2 separate regions of the Manis pentadactyla genome follow, and region 2 is linked to region 1. The links are chromatin contacts, called in public Hi-C maps. All regions are on one chromosome and are shown on one strand. The core of a region is the stretch at or near the end of the contact, and the rest is flanking DNA. Distances in the headings are between cores, read along the strand shown. Region 1 holds the start of LOC118913919 (malignant T-cell-amplified sequence 1-like). Region 2 holds the start of UCN3 (urocortin 3).

Evidence for each region. A called contact is a pair of places that touch in the nucleus more often than the background predicts.
Region 2: a Hi-C map of blood shows a contact between it and region 1, with 3 times the contacts expected there. The contact joins the promoter of UCN3 here to the promoter of LOC118913919 in region 1. A contact is called at or near these places in 3 of 3 Hi-C or Micro-C datasets (blood, fibroblasts and skin fibroblasts).

Annotation. Positions count from the first base shown.
Region 1 is chr3:92,758,661-92,763,376 of mManPen7.hap1, reverse strand. It overlaps LOC118913919 (malignant T-cell-amplified sequence 1-like), which reads left to right and starts at 2,508. Exons shown (of 1, transcript XM_036888276.2): 1 at 2,508-3,277. The coding sequence starts at 2,584. The coding sequence ends at 3,129.
Region 2 is chr3:93,038,327-93,043,042 of mManPen7.hap1, reverse strand. It overlaps UCN3 (urocortin 3), which reads right to left and starts at 2,527. Exons shown (of 2, transcript XM_036888279.1): 1 at 2,295-2,527.

The sequences.
Region 1 (4,716 bases), core at 1,259-3,758:
AATCAGTCTCCATGATTTTAAAGATGATTAGAAAGTCTAAAAAAAGGTTTTTAAATTTTTACCTCTGGAATTTAAGCAGAAACTAGTGCTTTAGTGTCCTTTTCATAGTAGATGACAAACAGATGCTCATGGGCCAAGAAAAACTGCATCTTGGGAAAGAGTTACATTGTCCAGAATTAAAAGTATGATTTCAGATATATTAACTTCAAAAATATTTTTTCAGTGCTAGACCCAACTTTCTTGGAGTTCCTTTTCTGAAACAGCTTCATTAAAAAATCCTTTGGGCATTCTTCTGATGACCAGTTTCAGGTCAAATCATTTCTGATTAAGCTACTAGACATCTACAGACAGGTCACCCTGGTCATTCTAGCTAGTAATAGCTTTTCCTCCATTGATCATCTGGTATATGCTGCTCACACAGTTCTAACTTCACAAAAACAACAGAATAACCCTTGAGAAATAAAGAAGAAGAATGATCCTATAGAACTAGGCACATAAAAACTATAATAGACAAGGTTAGCTGCTTGTATAATAACCAGAGATGTGTCTGGAAATAATATGACTCTTCACAGGATCAAAGTGGTTGGAACACAGTTCCAGAGAGGAAGATCACAAACTCAGCTATAAATAGGAAAGCTCAAATCTGGCCAGTTGTACTGCACCCTCTGTGAAGAGTATATTAAAATAATCATGTAACTGTTTTGATGTTAATTTAGTAATAATACCTATGTGGAATACTTACAACTCAAATGTTCTAAGCAGTAATTCAAGCAACTCTCACCCATCACTAGGAGATGAGTATTCTTGTTAACACTTTCAAAATGAATAAACTGAAGCACAGGCAAATTCAGTAACTTTCAGGATTTCAATGCAGTAAGTGATGAAGCAGGATGCACTTCGGGATTCTAGGATCAGCACACATCCACACTGCCTCATTTAGGATAGGATGTTCTTGCGATGGTTAATTTTATTTGTCAACTTGACTGGTCCATGGGGTGCCCAGATATTTGGTCAAATGTGATTTGGGTATTTCTGTGAGGGTGTTTTGGATGAGCTTTACATTTTAATTGGCAGAGTAATGCAAATTGCCCTCCCCAATGTGGACAGAACTCATCCCCTCAGTTGAATAGAACAAGAAGGCTAAGTTCTCCCCTGAGTAAGAAGGAATTCCTTCTGCCTAACTGCCTGTGAGCTGGGACATTGGTCTACTCCTACCTTTGGACTTGGACCCAGACTGGAATTTACACCATCAGCTCTCCTGGTCCTCAGGCCTTCAGATTTGAACTGAATTACACCACTGGCTCTCCTGGGTTTCCAGGTTATCATTGGCTATTTATGTTGGGACTTCTCAGCCTCTATAATCGTGTTAGCCAATTCCTTACTTTATAATATATGTATATGTTCATTGGAGAGACATGTCCACACAGCAAAGATTTGCCCTTATTCTTTTCACGCAGCACTTTCAGGGAAAACAGAAGGCCCAGATTTGGGAGAGGATGAAGCATTCTTTCACCCATTCATCTGTCACTTAATGGTGCATTATGAAACAAATTCTGTGCTGGGTGAAAAGACAGAGATAAAATACACAATTCCTACCCTTAGGGGCCTCACACTATGATGACAAGCAAAATCTACAAGGATATAATACTGATTAACAGGGTGATTTCCATATTAATCAAATGGGTGTGGACTTAATAACGAAACGTCACAATACATGAACCCAGAGCTGAAGAACTGAGAAGAGAAACAGATTCATAATCATAGTTGGAGACTTCAGTGTGCCGCTCTGTAACTGACAGAACGAGAGAAAAAACAGTAAGGACAGAGGAGACCTGAGCAAGTCTACCCACCAACGGGACATCTTTGTCACATATAGGCACTGGGTCCAAACAAAGCAGAATGCACATGCTTTTCTGGAGCGCTGGGAACATTCACCAAGAGAAGGCGTATTCTGGGCGGTACGATGAGTTTGGATATGTTCAAAAGGATTGAAATCCTAAAACGTTTGGATTTCTCCGGACTCCTCTCTGGAGCAGGTGGAGGGTACTCAGAAGGTTGCATTCAGGAGTGACAGCCAGCAAATGTCTCCGAGTGTGCGACCCTGAGCCACGAGATGTCAGAGGCTGCGGGATGCGTCAGGGGAAGAAGGCGAAAGGGTCACTCCTGGCGGTGACCACCCGGCGCGCAGAGGCACAGCTGCACAGCGGCGTTCCCGGTTTCCGGCGGGGGTAATTGGGCGGACCACGACCACGGTTCTACTTCCCGTAATAAAAAAAAAGAGGCAGCCCCTCCCTCTTCCCTTGCCGCAACTGGAGGGCCTGCTCCGTCACCTCCCCTCCTGAGCCCCTCCTCTCACCTACGCGCTCCGCCAAGATCGGTGGAGCCCGCCCAAGCGCCGCAGCTCTTCCGCAAGGAGCGGAAGTAGATTTCACGTCGAGCCGTAAAGCGCGCTCCCTTCCGGTTAGCGACAGCCGCTCCGACCGCTCCAGCCGGCGTCCTCGGTAAGCTTCTCCGCCGGACCGCGCCTCTTCTGCCTCTTCCCACTCCGGGCCCTTAACTGCCGTCGCGCCTTCACCTCGGATCATGTTCAAGAAATTTGATGAGAAAGAAAATGTGACCAACTGCATCCAGTTGAAAACCTCAGTTATTAAGGGTATTAAGAACCAGTTGATAGAGCAATTTCCAGGTATTGAACCATGGCTTAATCAAATAATGCCTAAGAAAGATCCGGTCAAAATAGTGCGATGCCACGAACATGTAGAGATCCTCACAGTGAATGGAGAGTTACTCTTTTTTAGACAAAGAGAGGGGCCGTTTTATCCAACTTTAAGGCTGCTTCACAAATACCCTTTCATTCTGCCGCACCAGCAGGTTGATAAAGGAGCCATCAAGTTTGTACTCAGTGGAGCAAATGTCATGTGTCCGGGCTTAACTTCTCCCGGAGCCCAGCTCTACCCCGCTGCCGCCGATACGATTGTTGCAATCATGGCAGAAGGAAAACAGCATGCTCTCTGTGTTGGAGTCATGAAGATGTCTGCAGAAGATATTGAGAAGGTCAACAAAGGAATTGGCATTGAAAATATCCATTATTTAAACGACGGGCTGTGGCATATGAAGACATATAAATGAGCCTGAGGAGGAATGCGCTTGGACTAATTATGGACTTTGTGCTCTGTTTTGTGTCCCTTTGTGATAGCATGAAAATAATACCTCTGTTTTGCTGAATAAATTCAACAGAGGCTTTAAAAAAGAGACAAAGTAAAGATTTAGAACAAATCCATATGTCTGTCTCTGTGTCATTGAGTGAGTACATGTGAGTAGGTGTATATGTGTGTGTGTTTTGGGGTGAGTGTTTCCAGAGGGGTGATTAGTGTAGACTTGCTGTCTTGTCTGTTAAGATATCAGCTCAAATACAAGTAAAATATCTAGTAGAAAAATAGATTTTAAAGTCAAGAGCATACAGTTCACAGACAAACCTAAAATGGTGAGTGAAGAGTTGAGGGAAAGGAAATGACCAGAAAGGGGCCCTGAACAGCTCCATTAATGTGCATGTGTATGGGACAAGAAGATTTGAAGCTTGAACAAGTGTACTAGAAGCAGAAAATCCAGTCGAAAGTGTGCATACAGCAGGCATTGATTTTCCACCCAATACACTGCCCCCTCCCTCCTTGCTGGCAGAACTGTCCATCCCTTTTCTACATGAATCAGGAAAATGCTGATTAGTCTAGGCCCATCATGGTAGTCTATTTACTATAAATTTGATTAATTTATAAGTGGGCATGGGACCTGTGACCCAGTAGGATCATCTCTACTTAGGAACTCTTAGGAAGATGGGGGTCTTTTCTTACATGGTTTTGAATCATTTATAAATGGGTATGTGACCTGTGTCAGGAGGGTCTGCTAAAAGATTTCTGGAGTTTTCAGGCTTTCAAAAGGGCATGGGGATAAACAGTCTCCCTACTTTGGATGAACACTGTGACACGACCAAAATGCTAAAGACTGAGAGATCTCTGAAATAAAAGGATTTATGGGGCTGTTACAAATGCTAGCCAGAAAAAGGACAGAATCGTGGGACAAGAAGTTCCTGCTTCACCGGCAACAAGGCCAGTTAACAGAAGCAACAGATCACCAAACTCCAGAAACATGGATCATTCAAAGAGTCTCAAGGAAAGTAAGTTGTTTAAATTTATGTTGGCAAAGATAAGGAAGGTGACCTAACTCAAAGTGGGGTAAGTCTGGGGATAGGTAGGTAGTCCATAGAGAAAGCTTGTGGGTTGATTGTTGATGACTTTCAGGGACTGTTCACACATAAGAGGGATTCAAGGTTTCTGGGGGCGTCCTAGATAATTTTTGAGATGTCTTTGTAGGGAAAATGGAAATTCTGTGGTGTGTATCCTAACCTGATCCTAATCTACTCACCCACTTTATATGCAATAATGTAACACTTAGGCTACTGAGCAGGTGCATGCTTGCATACCCATTGACAATAAGCCATTATTGCCTGTGTTGCTATAAAAAGAGCTTCACCTGGTGCTAAGAGTGGAGGAGAGCAGAGCTGGGTCAGCACAGTGCCTGAGGCAAAGATGGCAATGGGTAGGATTCTAGTGCTTGACCTGTCACCTTGAGAGTGAAGCTTGGTATAAACCCTTTTACTCACAATGTTCTGTTTTTTTTTTTTTTGTAATTCGGTCTTACCGAATCCAGAGTGAAGCTGCC
Region 2 (4,716 bases), core at 1,278-3,777, 280 kb before region 1:
CTGCAGGTTCTATTAGGGTAAGATTTGCTTCACACACAACCATTTCTGAAATGATTTATATCTACATCTAGATATGTATCTATGGCAGCTAATTTGATCCTGTGCGCCAGTGTCTTTGTTGTGTTGTATTTCTGTCTATATAATGCTTTCTCCATCCTAACCCAGGCAGGTTCTTCTTGCCTTGATGTCAGTCCAAGTTAGCAGTTCTCAGTTTCAGAATCCTGTAAAGGGGTTGTTCACACATGGGTTACTGGGCCCCATCCCCAGAGTTTCTGAATCAGTGGGTTTGGGATGAGACCTGGGAATCTGGGTCTCTAACTGGCAACACAAACCACCTTTCTCAGAATTCAGTCCATCTCTGAGCTCCTCAGAACTGCGTGCCAAATTCCCAGAGGACATTGTACAGGGTGTTGGCTGTCTCTATGGAACAATGGCCTTATCCTATCTTTAAATGCTGTGCTCAATCACCAGATGTTAAGCTTTGCTGTTTTACTGAGGATCCAGATCGTAGTGTGAATTGTGGCTCTAGCTGTCTTACCCTGTGGAGGCTCTGAAAGTTTGGGAGCAATTTCAAAGGGCTTGTTTAGCCTGAAAGGATTAAAAAATAAATAAAAACCGATTCACAGAAAAAAGGGCCGATGCTGGCAGAACGGCTTTGAAGAGGCCCATCTCTCTATCAGTCCCTCTGTCCCTGTCCCTTTTACAGACTGGACTCTGTCTTGCCTCCCACTCATTAGCTCCCCAACTAACTGCCCTGGGTCCCCGTGTTTCCATCTGTATATCAGGGCCTGAGTCCCAGATCCTCTCTCTGTCTTTTGTTTAGCTTTGTTTAGGGTTCAGTGTTAAAGGAGGAACATCTCCACAGGACATGCTCTGCTGTGCTCTGAAGTCTACTTCCTAGGCACTTTTTCCTCTTACACTCATTGGATTCTTTTGCCATCATCGCTGGCAAAGGTTAACACAAAGGTTAAGGCTTTTTCTGTTGCTGGCCGCAAAGAGGTGACCCCATCTATTAGATTTCAGGGGGAAGCTCTCCACTGAGTCTGCTCCATCTGAAACCTGAAGCTCACTTGCTTTTGGGCCTCTAGGAGCTTCCAAGGTTCGCACTCCCTCCCTGGAGCTGCAGCAGAGTCACGCCCTAGGATGCAAGCTGGTGGGGATCAGACTGAAACTGAGCACCTAGGAGGGAAGAGGGTGGCGGGCAGAGGGTGGGCCATGAGCCAGAGGATGCCAGAGGCCTCCCCCACTTTACTCAGTTCATCTGCAAACTAGGAAGAAGTTGAGTTAAAAAACATTTTATAAAACCCTGGCTGTAGGACCTAGGGAACCTTTAAGCATTTCAACAGGTATTCTTGTAATGAGATGTTTTCTAGACTCTGGAGGTATTTATGTGTAACACACACACTCACTCACACAGATGTACAGAATTCTAACAATTCATCCTCAAAGTGAACAGTGAGGGCTCATACATGACGGAGTTATCCCCTAGGGAGGGAGGAACAGCCAGAGAAAGTTGATATGTTTCAAATAACACTGATTCTCGGCAGTCTTCATATTCATTTCCTTATCTCAGCCATTCTGGGTGTATATGTATGTCCCTGTGTGTGTGCATGCGCCAGGTTGCTACATTTGAGAACACTGTAGACACATTTTCTCAGAAAGCTTGGACGTCAAACATCTCTTGTTATGGTTCCTCCCTTCACAGGGAGTACCTGTTCATTACAGGTATCTGGCCCCTTCCTCTGGTGCCCCAGCATAGCCAGGGGGAAGGACTCTGTGCTCTAGGGGCAGAGGACCTGGGTTGGAGAACCCCCCACCCTCCCAGTTGCCATGTCCCTGGAAGGAGATACCACCTGCCTCCCAGGTATGTGGAGGGAAGGAATGCAGATGTTATGGCTGTAGACTCTGCAGCTAAGTGGCCAGTGTAGGCATCCTGCCAGCATGGGGAATAATGTCCCCTAGTTTCAACTCTTCACCCCAAGTCTGTTTGCAAACAGGCTTGTCATGTTCACAGCCAAACTTTGCTCAGAAAAGTGCATTTGTTTGAGCCCATTCTGCCTCCCCTCTTCTACCTTTTGCACAGCAGTTATCTCCCAACACAGGGAGGGTCTCTTGGCCACCTAAGAAGCATCTCCCTGGTGTCTTGGGGGCCGGTTTCTCCTTCTTTAACATGCAGCCATGGTGCTCAGCACTGTGCCCCTCAGCGGGCACCCTCATCTCTCCCCCAACCCCTCCTGCCTCAGTTAAGACAAGTGAATGTATCCTTCATGAAGAAGTCCCCAGCCAAGACTCACCTGAGAGTGTGGCCTTCTCTCCGGAGTGGAAATGCTCACTGAGGCGGCTGCAGTTCAGGACCAGGAGGTGGGCCCCAGGGACATCCCCCAGAACTTCTGTGTCCGCTGGGTCACGGCTCCTTCTTGTATTGTTCCTAAGTGGGCTGTGAGACTTCCTCTCTATGGAAACCACTCCGCTCCCTCGAGCATATATATAAAAGTGACAGATCACAGGGAGGCTTGTAATTCCAGACGTTGTGTCTACACGGGGATGCAATTTCGTTTAAAATACAACCACACGAGCTGCCTGTATCATGGAGATGACAGGCACTGTGCATCCTTGACCCCTCCTACCTGCGTCCCCACCCACCCTCCCATTACCTCCTGCCTTCCCTCCTGCCCAGCAACTTGCTTCGCTGATGAACAGAAAGAACAGTATTAAACTGAGAAGCAGCCTCTGAAGATTTCACTGCTGATCAAAGTTCCTACTAATCTCAGCTTTCCTACATCCCATCACTCTACACCTCCCTTTAGAAAGCTGGAGCCAGGACCCCTTTGAAAGTAGAGAAGGTAGCCTGAAGCTATCTCTTGTCCTATAAATCTCATGGGTCCTGACCTGCAGTGTTATCTCAAGCTACCCACACAAACGGGCAGGCACAAAGTACCTAATTTTTTGATGGAAATCACTTGAATTTTACCCACTTTTGTTCGTCCATCTGATGAATATATTTTGAGAACCTGTGCATACCAGGTATTGCCAGGGCACTCAGGAATTCAAAGAAGTAAGTTGAGGCCCCTGCTCTTCCCGGGCACTTGCAAGTTGGAAATATATGTAAAAACAGCCTAATTTCAGCATGGCCAGTGCCGTCCTACAGAAGGAGTACCCTTGTCCTGGAGACTCAGAACAGGTGGCATGTGCCAGGGAGGAGAGCAGAGGTTCAGACAGAGGAAGAAGAGAGGCGCCAGTGGAAGGAGGGTGGGCAGTGGTGGTTGGAAGGCCAGGTCACACTGGAAAGAGCCAGAACTGGGCCTGGGGATCTGGATTGCATTCCAAATGTAATGGTGTAGGTGGAGGGGAATTGAGGCAGGTGATGCCCTGATTTTCCAGAAGAGGGCATGGGCTATGAGAGGAGTGACACACAGGGGACCACAGAGGCACTTGGGGACAGTTGAATGAAACTCCAGGCCTCAGGTGTGCCCAGGGCTCTTTTCCTATCCACCCTGAACCTTGGTCTGAACCCATGTTTTCCCCTGGCCTTCAGGCAAGATCTCAGCTTCTGTCCTAGAGGGGCACTCTTATCTCCTGAAATCCCTCTAGATGAAAGGGTGAGTGGATTTCTGGAATGATCAAAGCTCTCTAATACTCATGGGTATTTTGCGGGACAAATGGAAAGCGCTTGTGGAGAAGGACCCCGAGACTTCACATGGATGAGGTGGGAGCCGTCAGCCCCTTGGCCCATTCTGGGTTGGCTCTGGGACTGGCAAAAGTTCCCATGAGCTGTCAGTGTGTGAGTGGACAGGGCTCCACGTGGGGCCCTCACAGAGCTGGGCCAGGAGTGAGGTGTGGTCCTAACAGTAACTTCCTTGGAGAGTAAAGCCTCAAGAAGCAGTCCATTTGCTTTATAATTTGAAGACTGCATCTGGCTACATCTGATGGAGGATTGGAAAGAGTCTTGGACAGAAAGAGAGTGATTAGTGAGCAAAACCTCCTAGGGTGGCCTTTCCAGTAAATGATGATTTCCCTTCCCACTCTGCATGTGGTATTCTGCTACTCTGGCACTCTGCTCTGGCCTTGGTGAACCATTGTATCTTCTATGCCAGCATTAGAGAATGTTGTTTAGGGATGAGACTATTCTGCAGAGAGTATGTGGAGGGCCAAGGTTTTAAGAGAAAGCTGATCAGCATCATATATGAATAGAAATGGCTCATTTCCCCAAAGTGCTCAGAGCACTTACACATAATAAAGTAATTATTGTCTCAACTCCTGAGCTAGACAGTAAAAGAAAAAGACAGGAAAAGGGAATTAGGGAATCATAGGGCTTGATTTGTAGGAGAGAGGTTTTGCCTTGCCGTCAGGAAAGAGTTCCCACTTCTGCCTCTGTTGCTGGCTTGGTCATCTGGTTGTGACTGTCACATTCTCCGCTCCTGTTTCCTGTTTTATAAAATGTAGATTAGTGTACCTCCCCAATTTTTCCAACAAGGCTGATGTCAAGATAGTAGTTGTAGGAAGTTGGTAAAGTTTTACATGCACACAAGACTATTATTGTCACCCTGATTGTTCCAACCTCCCCTTATTTTCCCTGACTGATTTTTAGTTGACTTGGCAGTTTTTAGAGGATGTGTGTGAATCTCCCATTGTTTGTGGATCTGTCACTTTCTTCTTGTGGATCTGTCAGTTTTTCTTTTTATAGTTGGAGTGTTGGGTACACAAAAATGGTCCCCT